Linked DNA regions of Sus scrofa: regions 1 and 3 are each linked to region 2. Evidence: chromatin contacts called from public Hi-C and HiChIP or PLAC-seq data. All regions are on one chromosome and are shown on one strand. Each heading gives the region's core, a stretch centred on a gene start, on an enhancer-like site or on the middle of the called end of the contact. The rest is flanking DNA. Distances are from core to core; before and after follow the strand shown. Region 1 overlaps COLEC12 (collectin-12). Region 2 overlaps COLEC12 (collectin-12). Region 3 overlaps COLEC12 (collectin-12).

Region 1 (4,054 bases), core at 668-3,167, 85 kb after region 2:
GCCGTCTGTCTGCTTTTGTGACAGTTTTTAATTCCCAGCTGGGGCAGGGAATCCATCTTCTGACATCCCATCAGCTTTGTGTGGCCAGGCTGCTGTGGAGGAGGGTGCTCTCCAGGAAGAGCGCCAGGCAGCCCACGCTCCCAGTCAACAGTGGAAAGTGTGTTGGCTCTGCTGGGATATTCCACTCCGAGGAGTTGCCGTAATGTTTTTAAAACATCTCTGTTGGGGCGGGCAGAGCAGCTATTCAGCTGGGAGCACCACAGGGCATCCCTGCTGGTCATCAGTGCCCTGCAGGGCATTTATTAAAGATGTGGAATATCACCCCTGGATATGATGTTGGGCTGCAGATGATCTTTGGCCATTACAGATTCTCCTTTGGCCGTGCTGGTATTTGGGATGTGGGGTGTTTTAAGGTCTGTATTATACCACATCCCTCTCACTGGGGAAGGGGTATAGGCCCCACCCACATTCCCCACCCCCACTCCCTGCCAGGCCGGAGCCCAGGAGTGAGGGCTTTGCTGTGCCAGCTGATGGTACCTCTGAATCCACGTCCATGGTTCTGCTCACCAGCTTCCCCCTCTTTCTTTGCAAGGCAAGGGCTCCAAGTGCAGGCTCTGAAGAAATGAAGGATTAAAGGTTTTTGAAATCAAAACTATGGAGTTCCCATTGTGACACAGCAGCTTAAGAACCTGACTAGTATCCATAAGGACGCAGATTTGATCCCTGGTCTCACTCAGTGGGTTGAGGATCTGGCATTGCCGTGAGCTGTGGTGTAGGTCACAGATGTAGCTCAGATCCTGCGTGGCTGTGGCTGTGGCTTAGGCCGGCAGCTGTAGCTCCTATTTGACACCTACCCTAGGAACTTCCATATGCTGTGGGTGCGGCCCTAAAAAGGAAGAAATTAAAACTAGGTCTTTAAAGCTGCCAATGGCTGAGGATTCCCTCTCCTCAAGCCTGGATCCCAAACCTAGCCCAACCCACAACTCCCCAATGCCATGGGAAGCTCATCACCTTGTACCACAAAGCCCTGCACTGTCAGTGGTCTTAAGCTTGGCTGCTGCAGAGCAAGCATAGCTGAAGGGAGGTGGCCTCTGTACCATCTGAAAACCTGCAGGATCCAGGGCATACGCTCATCACCTGGGATCTTCTAGTTTGCTGGAAGGTCTGGTTCTCACTTCTGTGGATTCTTTAGGAGTTGGGTCACAGGCTGGAATGATGGGCATCAGACCCCTCTGCCTCCCATGTGCAGAGTGTGCCATGTGCTCGTTGCTTTTTGCTATTGGGAAGCCATGGGTGTTGAAGCAGTTTCAGCCACTTGCTGTGCTTGCAGGAGACAGCCCAGCGTAGCCCTGGTCCTAGGGGCCCAGAATGTGACCCTTCGCTCCCTGTCACATTTTCAGTGTCAAGCCCAGCAAAGCCCTACCCTCCAGGCCACTATCAGGTCCCCTTCTCTCCCTTCCTTTCCTCCTTCTTTGGACTCCGCGAGGAATGACACATGCAGGGTGACCCTAGCGTCTCTCCTTCTTCCATTTCCTGCCTGCTTTGCAGGTTTCATTGGAAGGGGGTGCAGATTAAGTCACTTTTGAAAAAGCCCCCCCGGAGGGGCATTGCACTTCATTCATGTCGTGTGCATTTTGTAAAAGCCGTGTCTTAGGAGAGCCCTTGGAGGATATCAGGACTCGAGCCTATAGACATTTAAAGCATAATAATAACTGCATCCTAATGATAGCGGCCAGTGGTGCCTGGTGATGTGCTAGGCATGGCATTTGCCTCACTAACATCCTCCTAACAGCCCTGTGGACTGGGCTGCCAGGTCTCAGAGTTAAGCAGCTAGTAACGAAATGCTGGGCTCCACCCGAGTTCTTGCCGTTCCAAAGCCCGCACTCTCTTCTCCACAGCCTCGGGCCCGTGTCCGGCCTGGGTAGGATGGAAGCCCCAGGGGACAGAGAGCAAAGGAGGAACAAACATCTGCAGTTCACACTAGACAGTCCAGTCGTGGGTTTTTCTAAGGAAGCAAAACGATCTTTTGAAAGGAAACTCACGCAGTCTGTCAGCTTCTTGCCAACTCCCCTAGAGTACGCCCGGCCAAAAACAGCCAAACCTTGTTTGGGGTATGAAAGCAGCTGTTATAATAAACTCCTCTGCTCTACCTCTTTTTCCTGTTATGGTGGAATGACTGTTTAAAGTAAATGTCTCCCATACACGGATTTTCTGGGGTCATGAAAACATTTTTTAATTGGCCGGCTCTGTTACATTTTTGGGGGAAGTTAGGAAGTAAACAGAATGCCACATGCCATTCCAGATCCATGCAGCAGAAATGTCTCTGAATTCTGGAAACTTGATTCCCTCTCACCCACCTCCTTGGGCTGGAACCTTCTCGGGCTTTGAGCTTGTTCCAGAATGAATGGATTTCGGCCTCTCTTCTATCCCATGGAGGGAAATGAGTGTGCAGAACATAGAGTTAAGATCTGTTTGAATCCTAGTTCTGCCAGCTACTAATGAGCAACCTCAAGGTTACTTTGAGCTTCAGTCTCTTATATCTGTAAAATGGGTGTTATAAGAGTAGCTATTCATTAGGTTTGTCATGAAGTTAAAACAAGAATCAAAACCATAGCAAAGATTTACATAATTGTTATTGTACGTCCTGGGCTTTTCAGGTGTGCTCTGTGTCTTAACTCATTTTATCTTCCTAAAATCCTTTGAGGTGGGTAATGTGCTAGCCATATTCTAACCGTCAGGGGTACAGTAGTGAATACAAGTCATAAATGCTCTATTTGCATGAAACTTAATTCTTGTTCTTGTTGAGGGAGGCCAAAAGATAAGTAAATTACATAGTATGTTAAATGGTTATAAGTGCTCTAGAGAAAAACAAAACGAAGAAGAATGGGGAGAGTTGCAATTTTCAAAGAGTTGATTAGGGAAAGCCTCTCTAACAGGATGTATTTGAGAAAAGACCTGAAAAAAAAAAATGAGAGACAAAGAGCTCTAAGGGTATCCAAGAGTCAGAGTCGCAGGCAGAGGAAACAGCAAGTGCAAAGGCCCTGTGGCCATGTGTCTGGTGTGTTCAAGAGGCACCGAGGAGGCCAATGTGGCTGGAGTGGCAGGAGAGAGGTGCAGAGGAGATGAGGTCGGAGAGGGAATGTTTAGGGGGCAGGGGTGGTATAGGGCCTTGCAGGCCTCAGCTCTTTATCTCTGTGAGAAGCTACCAGAAGAACTTGATCAGGGGAGGGACATGATCGAGATGAGGCCAGATTGAAAGGACATTTCTGATTCGTTCACTACAGCTGCTGCTCCTGCTGTTGGTTCCCATGCAGACAGTTGCCAACTTTTTGAGACTATTTAAGTTCTCATTTCTTTCTCCACTGTCAACATTGTACTTGTTGGTTTTTAGCAACAGATGAACCTTCCCCAACTTCCCTTGTATCTGTGTCCACCTTCCTCCCCTCTGCTGGATGATTCTGTCCTTTGTTGCCTCTCTACCTTGAGTTGTCTGGGGGGTGTGGGCAGGGAGCTATACCTTCGGTATGTGGAAGTTTCTGGGCCAGGGATCGAACCCACGCCACAGCAGTGACAATGCTGTATCCTAACCCACTTTGCCACCAGGGAGTTCCTGCACTGGGTTATCTTGATGATGCTACTTAAGTGGCTAAGTAGATAACTGCGATCTATACTCCTGATTCACAGTGTGTTTCTGTGCTGAATTAGTGATTGGGCCCAGAGACTCACAGATAAGTATTGCCTGGGCCACACAATCAAGAGAAGGATAAGGTGGAGGGAGGAAAGATAAGGGAAGAGATGTTTGTTGATGGAATTGCCCCTCCATCTATTCGATAGAAGTGTGGCCATGTGACAGACGACTTGCCAGCACCTATGCATTTCTGTGGGAAAGGCTTATCCTCAGATGTTCTCTGAGAGGTTGGGCATCACCAGTGCTGAGCCCCCAGTCTGTGGGTGGCACCTGAAGCCCAAGGATCTCCTGAAATCATGTCTACATGGATGTCTGTGCACATTTTTCCAAGGAGAGGTCATAGCTCTTGTGTTGGCTTGTTCATCG
Region 2 (3,840 bases), core at 171-2,670:
GATCCCACAGCAGCTCGGGATCTAAGCCGAGCCTGCGACCTACACCACAGCTCACAGCAACTCAGGATCCTTAACCCACTGAGCGAGGCCAGGGGTGGAACCTGCGTCCTCATGGATGCTAGTCAGATTTGTTTCCGCTGAGCCAAGATGGGAACTCCAAGGAGGGGCTTTTTAACAGGTGGAACTTGGCTAGCATGGCCCAGGCCACTCGTAGGTCATCATCAGCTCCTAGGTCCTGACCTGCCACTTTTACGCAGAAGCCGAGACCTGCCTTTGGAAAGGTGGGCTGTGTGGTCAGGACCACGGTTCACTGGTGCCTGTAGGGAGAGCATAGGGCCGGCCTGGATAGTGCAGGCAGCCTCTCCTCCTCTCCCCCTCCCCAGCCCACCCTCACGGCTTCTCAGTTGTTTGGAGAAGGTTGCAAGGAGAAAGGAGAATTGCCCTAAATTACCAGAGATCTATGTCTGCTCAAACACGAGGCTTAATTCAGTAGCAGTTGACATGATCATTGCTTCCTTAACAGGAGAAATAAAAATACCTCCTCAGCGGGATGTTTCAAGGATCATTTAGGAAATTAGTACTAGAGTGTTTGGTCTTGTCTTGACAGAGTGTGTTGACAGCATTCTTAAAAATTTTACAAATAAGAAAACTTAGAACAGAAAAATAATTGCCTACGAACCTTTCCCAAAGATCATAAGTGAGCTGAACATTGTTCTCTTTTTCCAGCTTTGGGCTTGAGGGTTATTTCACATTCATAGTCCTCTGGTCTGGGTGCTTTACTGGTGGGATCCAGCCCATTCCTTTTGCCACAAGGAAGAGGCAGTGCCTCTGGTCAGCCATTTCTTTAGGCCGCCTGTGACATGTTTATGTAACTCAGAAGAATTTTAAAAGATAAATGTCCAATCCTGCAAACTTACTGTAACTTTTGAAAAACGATGCATATCCTGCCAGTAAGACAGGCCATCCCCTTAATCATACACTCAAAATGGTCAAGGATCCCATTTTTGTTGGCAGGGATGTTTCCAGATGCTGAATGAAGAAGGCTTGTTTTCCTTCCACTACCTCCCCCCACCCGGCCCGTCCTCCCCGCCCCGGGTGGAGTGCTGAGAAGAGCAGAAAGGGGGAAACAGCTGAGAAACGCTGCAACTGTAGGAACTAGATCCTCATAGACGGGTTTAGTTGGCTTCATTTGCACCTTATGTTAAGTAAATAAAGCCTGGACTTGGCGGGTGTCCATCAAACAAACTCCACCAAAGGATTCTACCGCCGATGCGAACAGTTCCCCCCCTCTCCTTCATTTCAGAGATGAGGAACTCTCATCCGCATAACTCGGTCCACGCTCTCTAAATAAGTGTGCGTTGCTTAAGGACCGTGCTTGACTCCATCAGCCTGAGCATGTGACATGGACATCTTTCAAGGCAGGGTTAAAAACATCTGCAGCCTAGAAAAATCAGCCGAGTTCCCCAGGGAGGGTGTTAAATCCAGAGTGTGCTGATCTGTTTCCTGTCTTTGTTATGATTTCTTCCCTGTAACTGAATATCCTTCGGCGCGCTAGGGACTGGGTACGCGGGCGCAGCTGTGTCAGCAGGCCAAGGACTGTTGGCTTACGGGGCTCTGCGCATTTCCACCACTAGCCCCCCTAATCCCAGGCAGGCCTAGTAATTTAAAGGGTAAGCCTCTCCTTGTCTGTGGATCAGCGGGCCTCGCTGAGCAGTCCCTGCTGTTAAATATAATCTAATTAAGGCTCATTAAGAGGACGAGCTGTCACCTCCCTGGGACTTGATCCTTGCCAAGAGAGCGCGCGCAGGGGACCCCAGCAAGCCGCCATCCTGACAAAATGCCCGTGAAGGCCACCAAAAAGCAGTGAAATATTTAAGCCCCCAAAGGCCTTTCCAGGCTCTCCCCGGGAAACGCCACAGGGCGTTGTGCATTACGCAGGCAGAGCTCTTGCTTACCACCTCTGGTGTATTTTTACTTTCTGGCTGGAAAGCTGATCTCGCCGTCCCAACAGCCTTTGATCCTCATGTGCGATCCTTCCAGAATCAAAATAGTGAGTTGCGAGGGGTGACCGCTGCCCACAGCCCAGTCAGAAGCTCCTCTTTGTCGGAAGCGAAAATGTGCCTCTTGGAAATCTTGAAAATTACGTAGTTTATTCTCCAAACAACTCCATCAGCTGCCAGTGGGTTTCCAGTAAGCTGTGAGGGCATCGAACCCAAAGTGGGTTTGTGACCTTCTTGAGCCTTGAGTGTGGGAAGGCTCCAGGGAAGCGTGGGGAACAGCTCATCAGTAACTTAGAAGTCGTTCTACTGGTTCTGGCCCTGAGGGGAGCCCTGCCAACCCTGAGTGTTTCTCCAGAGGAGGTTTCTGGGCTACTTTTCTCATCCTGTGCAAAATGATTCAGCTCTGTGGGCCTGGCTTGGTGCGCAAGCTGCTCACGGAACACAGTTGGTCCAAACCCCCAGTGCTTTCTGAGCAGCGAGGGGTTTGAGTTTTGCAGGAAGGTTGGAGATCTCAGCCGTGTGCCAGATGGAAGTCAGCGAAGCATCATGCCAGCCTCGTAGTTCTGCACTGAGAATTCCGGCTGAGTGTGTCCAGATCGCCTGCCAGATGTTCATGCTGAACCACCCACCTCTATGAGATGGGCCAGATGTGGGAGTCAGGTGATGTTGCTCAAACCTGTGGCTGTGTTCAATTCAGAAAAGTAGAAAAATGCTCCATATAATGGATTGCAAGACCCTCTTAAACCAATCAGGCTTCAGCCACAAGTTCTGTAATCCCACCTGAGGGCTGACGCACAAGTCTGATTTCACACCCTGCTTGGGTGTGCCTGATACACTTAAGTATTGTGTCACTTAAACTGCTATTTTTATGTTATCCCATCCCTGTGCTGTTCATTTCTATTTATCTTCCAGTGGGGCTTTCCTGCTGAGCTCCCACATCATCACGGAATGGGAAGCAGTGATTTCTGCTGGCTTACAAGCACGGGTCTGAACAGTAATGTGTGGTCTGTGATCACAAAAGGTGACTCTGCTGGTGGGGGAGGGGGTGCTTGGGCATCAGTAAGATCAGGACATCTGGGATCTTCAAAGATGCTTCCAGCCACTGTGTACCCTTCATCTCTTTGAAAATCAAACTCAAAATCTGACTATAGCAAGTCCTTTCTGGCCAACCTCAGTGGCTCAACTTTGATTTATTTGGGCATTTATCGAATACCTGTCATATGTAAGACTCTCTTTTAGATTCTGGGAGTAGAGTGGAGAACAAGATAGAGTACCTGTCCTCAGGTAGGTGGGGGGGCAATAGATAGTCAACTAATAAAAATAACTCAAATAGTGATAGGTGCTATGGAGAAAAACTGGGTCGGGGGACCAGGGTGTGGAGACGGTGAATGGTGTTCTAAATAAGATAGTCAAGAAAGCCTCTCGGAGCTCCCTTCATGGCTCAGTGAGTAACGAACCAAACTAGGATCCATGAGGCTGTGGCTTAAGGATCTGGCATTGCTGTGAGCTGTGGTGTAGGTCACAGACGAGGCTCAGATCTGCTGTTGCTGTGACTGTGGTGTAGGCCAGCAGCTGTAGCTCTGATTATACCCCTAGCCTGGGAACCTCCATATGCCTTGGGAGCAGCCCAAGAAAATGGTGAAAAGACAAAAAAAGAAGGAAAGAAAGAAAGAAAGAAAGAAAGAAAGAAAGAAAGAAAGAAAGAAAGGCCCCTCGGAGGAGGTGATGTTGGAACAATCAAGTGATGGATGCTGTGATTTGGGGGAAGAATTATAGCCTCAGGTGGAAACAGCCTGGAATGTACAACGAACAGTACTAAGCCAGATGTGGCTAGAGTAGA
Region 3 (4,176 bases), core at 141-2,640, 110 kb after region 2:
TTAGACATAGGTCCTGCAAGAAGCCTCTGAAAGCTGAGTTAGGTGCCCTCCTGCTGGTCCCTGTGGCATCCTTTTTTGCTCTTAGCCCCTATCACACTGTATCATTATGGCCAGTGGGTCTCTTTCACAACCCAAACCCAAAGCTCCACAAAGACCATAGACTATCTTTTTTATTTGTATCTCCCACTAGCACCCTGCCTGATGGTCCTTAATAGGTACCCAATAAAGTTTACTGAATAAATTAATGAGAAGAAAGATGGATGGATGGATGGATGGATGGATGGTGAATTGTAGATTAGGGCTGACTTCTGTAAAAGCAATAAACTGAAGCCCAAGGACCTCTAAGCCAATTGCTGCAACTCAGAACACTGCCTAGGAGCTAAAATTCTGAAGATCACTTGGCTTCCTCTTCATCTCACTAGGATGAAGGGGGAGGAGGTTGAGGGGGGAAGAGATTGAGAGAGTGAGACAAGTTGGAGACAAGATGATATTCTTGCCCCTTTTTCTCTCCTTCAAGATTCCCATTCCTCAGGCCTCTACTGACAAAAATAAGATAATACAACATGCAATTTTGGTCTTCAAACACAGCCTTAATGAACTAAAATGTTGACATTTTCCAGATGTGTTTTCTCTTTACTTGAATGATGATTCCTCTTTCTTGCTGATAAGATTCTGGTGACCCAGCATGGTAAGAGGTAGAAAGATAAGTTCTCCCTTCACACATCTCCTTTTGAAGTCTGGAGAAACTCTCTCCACTTTAAAAAAGAAAGGAAGGAAGGGAGGGAGGGAAAGAAAGCAAGAGAGAAAGACAGGAAGGAAGGAAAATATTCAGTGGAAGAAGAGGTTTCTCTGAAGGAGAAGTTGGAAGGAAATAAAATAGAAACTCCTTTATTCATCAAAGTTAAACTCAATGGCGTTTTCCTCAAAACTGTCCTTTACTTCTCCTTTCATGTCACTTATGCAACTACAAGTTAGTATATAACTTAAGTTCCTTGCAGAGAATTTGCTGAACAAGTCGGAGGATTGCTGAGTCACCCAAACCAGTCAGGACACTGGCTGTGACCGTGAGGCATGCCAGCCCCTTGACAGAAAGCACATTCTTGGACAGTTACAGCTTGGTGCACCCTCTGCACTGTGCTTTTCATTAGAAGGCAATGGAGCTTCCATGGTAGAAGCCACCTCCTGAATTCAGTGGGTCATTTTTCCCCCAGAACATTCCCTGAACAGGAAAATCCTACTCTGTGGTCCTGCCCAGCAGGCATCCACCTTAAGGTAATTAGGATAAAGAAGAAAGACAGACATCTGACTCTTTCTCATTCGGAACCTCCTCTGAGGCAACAGTCCTAGTCATAGGTGTCTGCCTTGCTGCTTAGCTCTGCCAAAGTGGCCATTACAGCTGGGCAAGTAGGCTTTCAGATGTGCATCAGAGCACAGTCACTGTTGTGAGAATCCAGGATAACACCCTATAACCAGATCTTCTGTATTTTTGTAAGGAAACCTGAAATAGTGTTCAAGGTAGAAATGTCTTTATTGCATTCTAAGGGAGCGTAACTGATATTACCAGGAAGTCCCAAATACCAATGAGGGAGGTTTGTTTCCCACAATCAGACTGGTACAGACCCTCGTGAGCACCAGGCAGGAGTTCTGCTCTCGTTCCCTGTCCCCAGGGCCTGGGCTGTGAGCTGTGTCTCTTGTATCCTTTGTGTCAAGCCCTGGGCCACAAACATGACAGATAATTGGTAAACATCTGAGGATGGTGACTGTAAAGGGAAGATAAAGAAGATATAATCCTTCCCCCCAAGGGACTTTTCTTGAAAGAAATCATATTTAGGAAAAAAATACTTGATGAGAGGCCATGTGGAATTATAAAACAAGTAGGTTTTAGAGTGAGATCTCTCTCCTGACCTGGTATCCCACTTAGTCACTTAGAAGCTGTGTGACTGTGGGAAGGTTACTGAACATCTCTGAGCCTCAGTTTTTTTTTTCATCTGTAAAATAAAAGTTGTAAGGATTAACTGCAGTGAGGATGTGCTGCACCTTGCAAAGAGTAGGCATTCAATCAATAGAAGTTTTTGTTGTTGTTTTTGTTTTTTGCCATTCTGATTAAAAGCCCTATTGGTGTGGAGTCAGCTCATGAGAGAAGGCTTGGCATGATGGGCCAGTGAGATTTGGAGTAGACTTGAAAGGATGGGTGGAATCAAGAAGAAGAAAGAAGAGGTTAGTGGCCCAGGCCAGGGGATGATACCAAAGTGTTTTTATAGAAAAGGTATTATTGTCAGATTATCCTAGAGAAGTGGGCTTCAGGTACTTGAAGTGGGGTGAGGAGCAACACTCCAGCTATAACACCTAAAACATCGATGTTTTGAAGGAAAAAAATCTGTCAAGGAACACTTTACAAGAATGGGGAGCTTGTGACAAAAGACTGCTAATGACCCTTCTATGTCACATGCTTGTTTTCCTCATAGGAGAACAAGTCTGTAAACTGAGGTCTCCTCCAAAGACAGGGAGTTTCTAGGGTCAGAGAAGATGGCTTTGCCACTATTTTCCTGACTGAAAATTTGTGCTAATGAGTTAAGAGGAAAAACAAAACAAAACAAAAACCCAAAAATGCTACATGCTATTATGGCAAGTGTTACTTCTGGCTCTCCATCAGTCTGGTGTTTTTACGCAGTAGCCAGCTGCCAGCTTTGCTAGCCTGAATATACCCAGATCCTATTTTTATACACTGACACTCACACCCCAGTGCAAGTTACTAGTTCACTGGCATTTGTGGGTGGGGCAAAGAGTTTCCTAGCATCAAAGAGAAACAACAGTTTTTTTAATGAATGTATTTATTCCTTTTACTCTATGCAAACCTGAATGATCTATCTGTGACAGTTCTGTGTTTTTAAAAAGTAAAATGGAAGAAAAATTAGAGAGGGTAGAAAATGACTGCCTGTCAGCATATTCAGAGGTTTCTTTGGTTTCCAGGAAAAAAGGGCAGGACTTAAGGTCCTGTGTGTGGTTTGAGGACAGACGGAGGCATGTGTTTTGATTTGAGGATCAAAAACTGAACCTATACTTGTAAACATCCCATATTATTTTTTTAAGTGCAGCTTTGCTAAAATGCAGATGAGATATTCTGTTCCTTGGTGTTTCCAGGGACTTAGGAATATGCATGCCTTTCAGATGACCCTCAGGTGCAGATTATTATAACTATATCTCTGTGTCTCTATAGTCATTTTTTAAAAAAACGATAATTATTCAACTAAATGCTATTCTCACTGCCAGCGCTGCGGCCTCCCTGGGTTGGCTGGTTTGTATGTTTGTTTGCATAACCTCTAGCTCAGCCAATTTTTTCCCACAAGCCTCGGCAGCCAGCAGGCAAATTTTCATTAATTTAAACAAATGGCATAATGAATAACTATGTGCTGAATACCTACTACGTGCCACATGCTAAGCTGAGAGCTGGAGATAAAACCAACACAAAATTTCCTGCCTTTAAGGGTCTCAGTATAGCGGAGCCATGACAGCACAGTGACGTGAGTCCTATACCAGGAAGAGAGAGGTGCCTGCATGATGCAGAGATTTCTCACAGGATGTGACCAGCTGAGCCTTGAAGAGCAAGGGGCCTTAGCTTGAGGAGGAAGCCAGGGAAGAACATTCTAGGTGGGAAGCACCACACCTGGGAAGTCTTGGGGGGAGAAAGAGCATTTGGTGCAAGGTCCAGATTTCATTATGGCCAGACTGCCAGAACTTGAGCCTTTCCCGGGAAGGTGCCAGGAGCTGCGGAGCTAGTTTGCTTTAGTTACCATAGATGCGTGGGAATGTTCTCCTGCTTCCTGGTGGGAGCCGGGAGAATCTTCTCACACAGTCCCGAGTGGGTGGATCACTTGGTGAATAAAATAGATTGGGCCCACTGGCTCACAGGTGATGTACAAAGCATATTCACGCTTATGAAAATGAGCCATTGTTTTTAAAAAGATGTTGAGGTGGTCAGACCTCATCCCAAGCTGCCAGAGGTTGGATCTCCCAGGAGAAACTTCTGGAGAGATATGCCCTTATTAGACATTTTATTTTTTGTTGTTTTTTCACTTTATATACTTTATTTCTTTTCTATCTTTATTTTTTATTCAAGTATAGTTGATTTTTAATATTATGTTAGTTTCAGGTGTACAACATAGTAATTCAGTGTTT

The links. A called contact is a pair of places that touch in the nucleus more often than the background predicts. HiChIP or PLAC-seq counts read pairs in DNA pulled down with a chosen protein or histone mark.
Region 1: a contact with region 2 is called in an H3K27ac HiChIP or PLAC-seq map of skeletal muscle, with 2.8 times the contacts expected there. The contact joins two enhancer-like sites. A contact is called at or near these places in 2 of 47 Hi-C or Micro-C datasets (embryonic fibroblasts and heart right ventricle) and 2 of 2 datasets of contacts at active chromatin or transcription factors (alveolar macrophages and skeletal muscle).
Region 3: a Hi-C map of skeletal muscle shows a contact between it and region 2, with 4 times the contacts expected there. The contact joins two enhancer-like sites. A contact is called at or near these places in 3 of 47 Hi-C or Micro-C datasets (embryonic fibroblasts, epiblast stem cells and skeletal muscle) and 2 of 2 datasets of contacts at active chromatin or transcription factors (alveolar macrophages and skeletal muscle).

Annotation. Positions count from the first base shown.
Region 1 is chr6:105,939,209-105,943,262 of Sscrofa11.1, forward strand. All of the region lies in intron 2 of COLEC12 (collectin-12), which reads left to right. Among named protein-coding and RNA genes, the nearest start is that of THOC1, 98 kb to the right of the region's middle. Within about 2 kb of position 1,918, at least 18 of the 83 cell types and tissues checked have an H3K27ac peak or open chromatin away from gene starts, as enhancers often do. A contact at or near this core is called in skeletal muscle, where this site is marked.
Region 2 is chr6:105,854,256-105,858,095 of Sscrofa11.1, forward strand. All of the region lies in intron 2 of COLEC12 (collectin-12), which reads left to right. Among named protein-coding and RNA genes, the nearest start is that of COLEC12, 48 kb to the left of the region's middle. Within about 2 kb of position 1,421, at least 35 of the 83 cell types and tissues checked have an H3K27ac peak or open chromatin away from gene starts, as enhancers often do. A contact at or near this core is called in skeletal muscle, where this site is marked.
Region 3 is chr6:105,962,186-105,966,361 of Sscrofa11.1, forward strand. The region is part of intron 3 of COLEC12 (collectin-12); the gene reads left to right. Among named protein-coding and RNA genes, the nearest start is that of THOC1, 75 kb to the right of the region's middle. Within about 2 kb of position 1,391, at least 5 of the 83 cell types and tissues checked have an H3K27ac peak or open chromatin away from gene starts, as enhancers often do. A contact at or near this core is called in skeletal muscle, where this site is marked.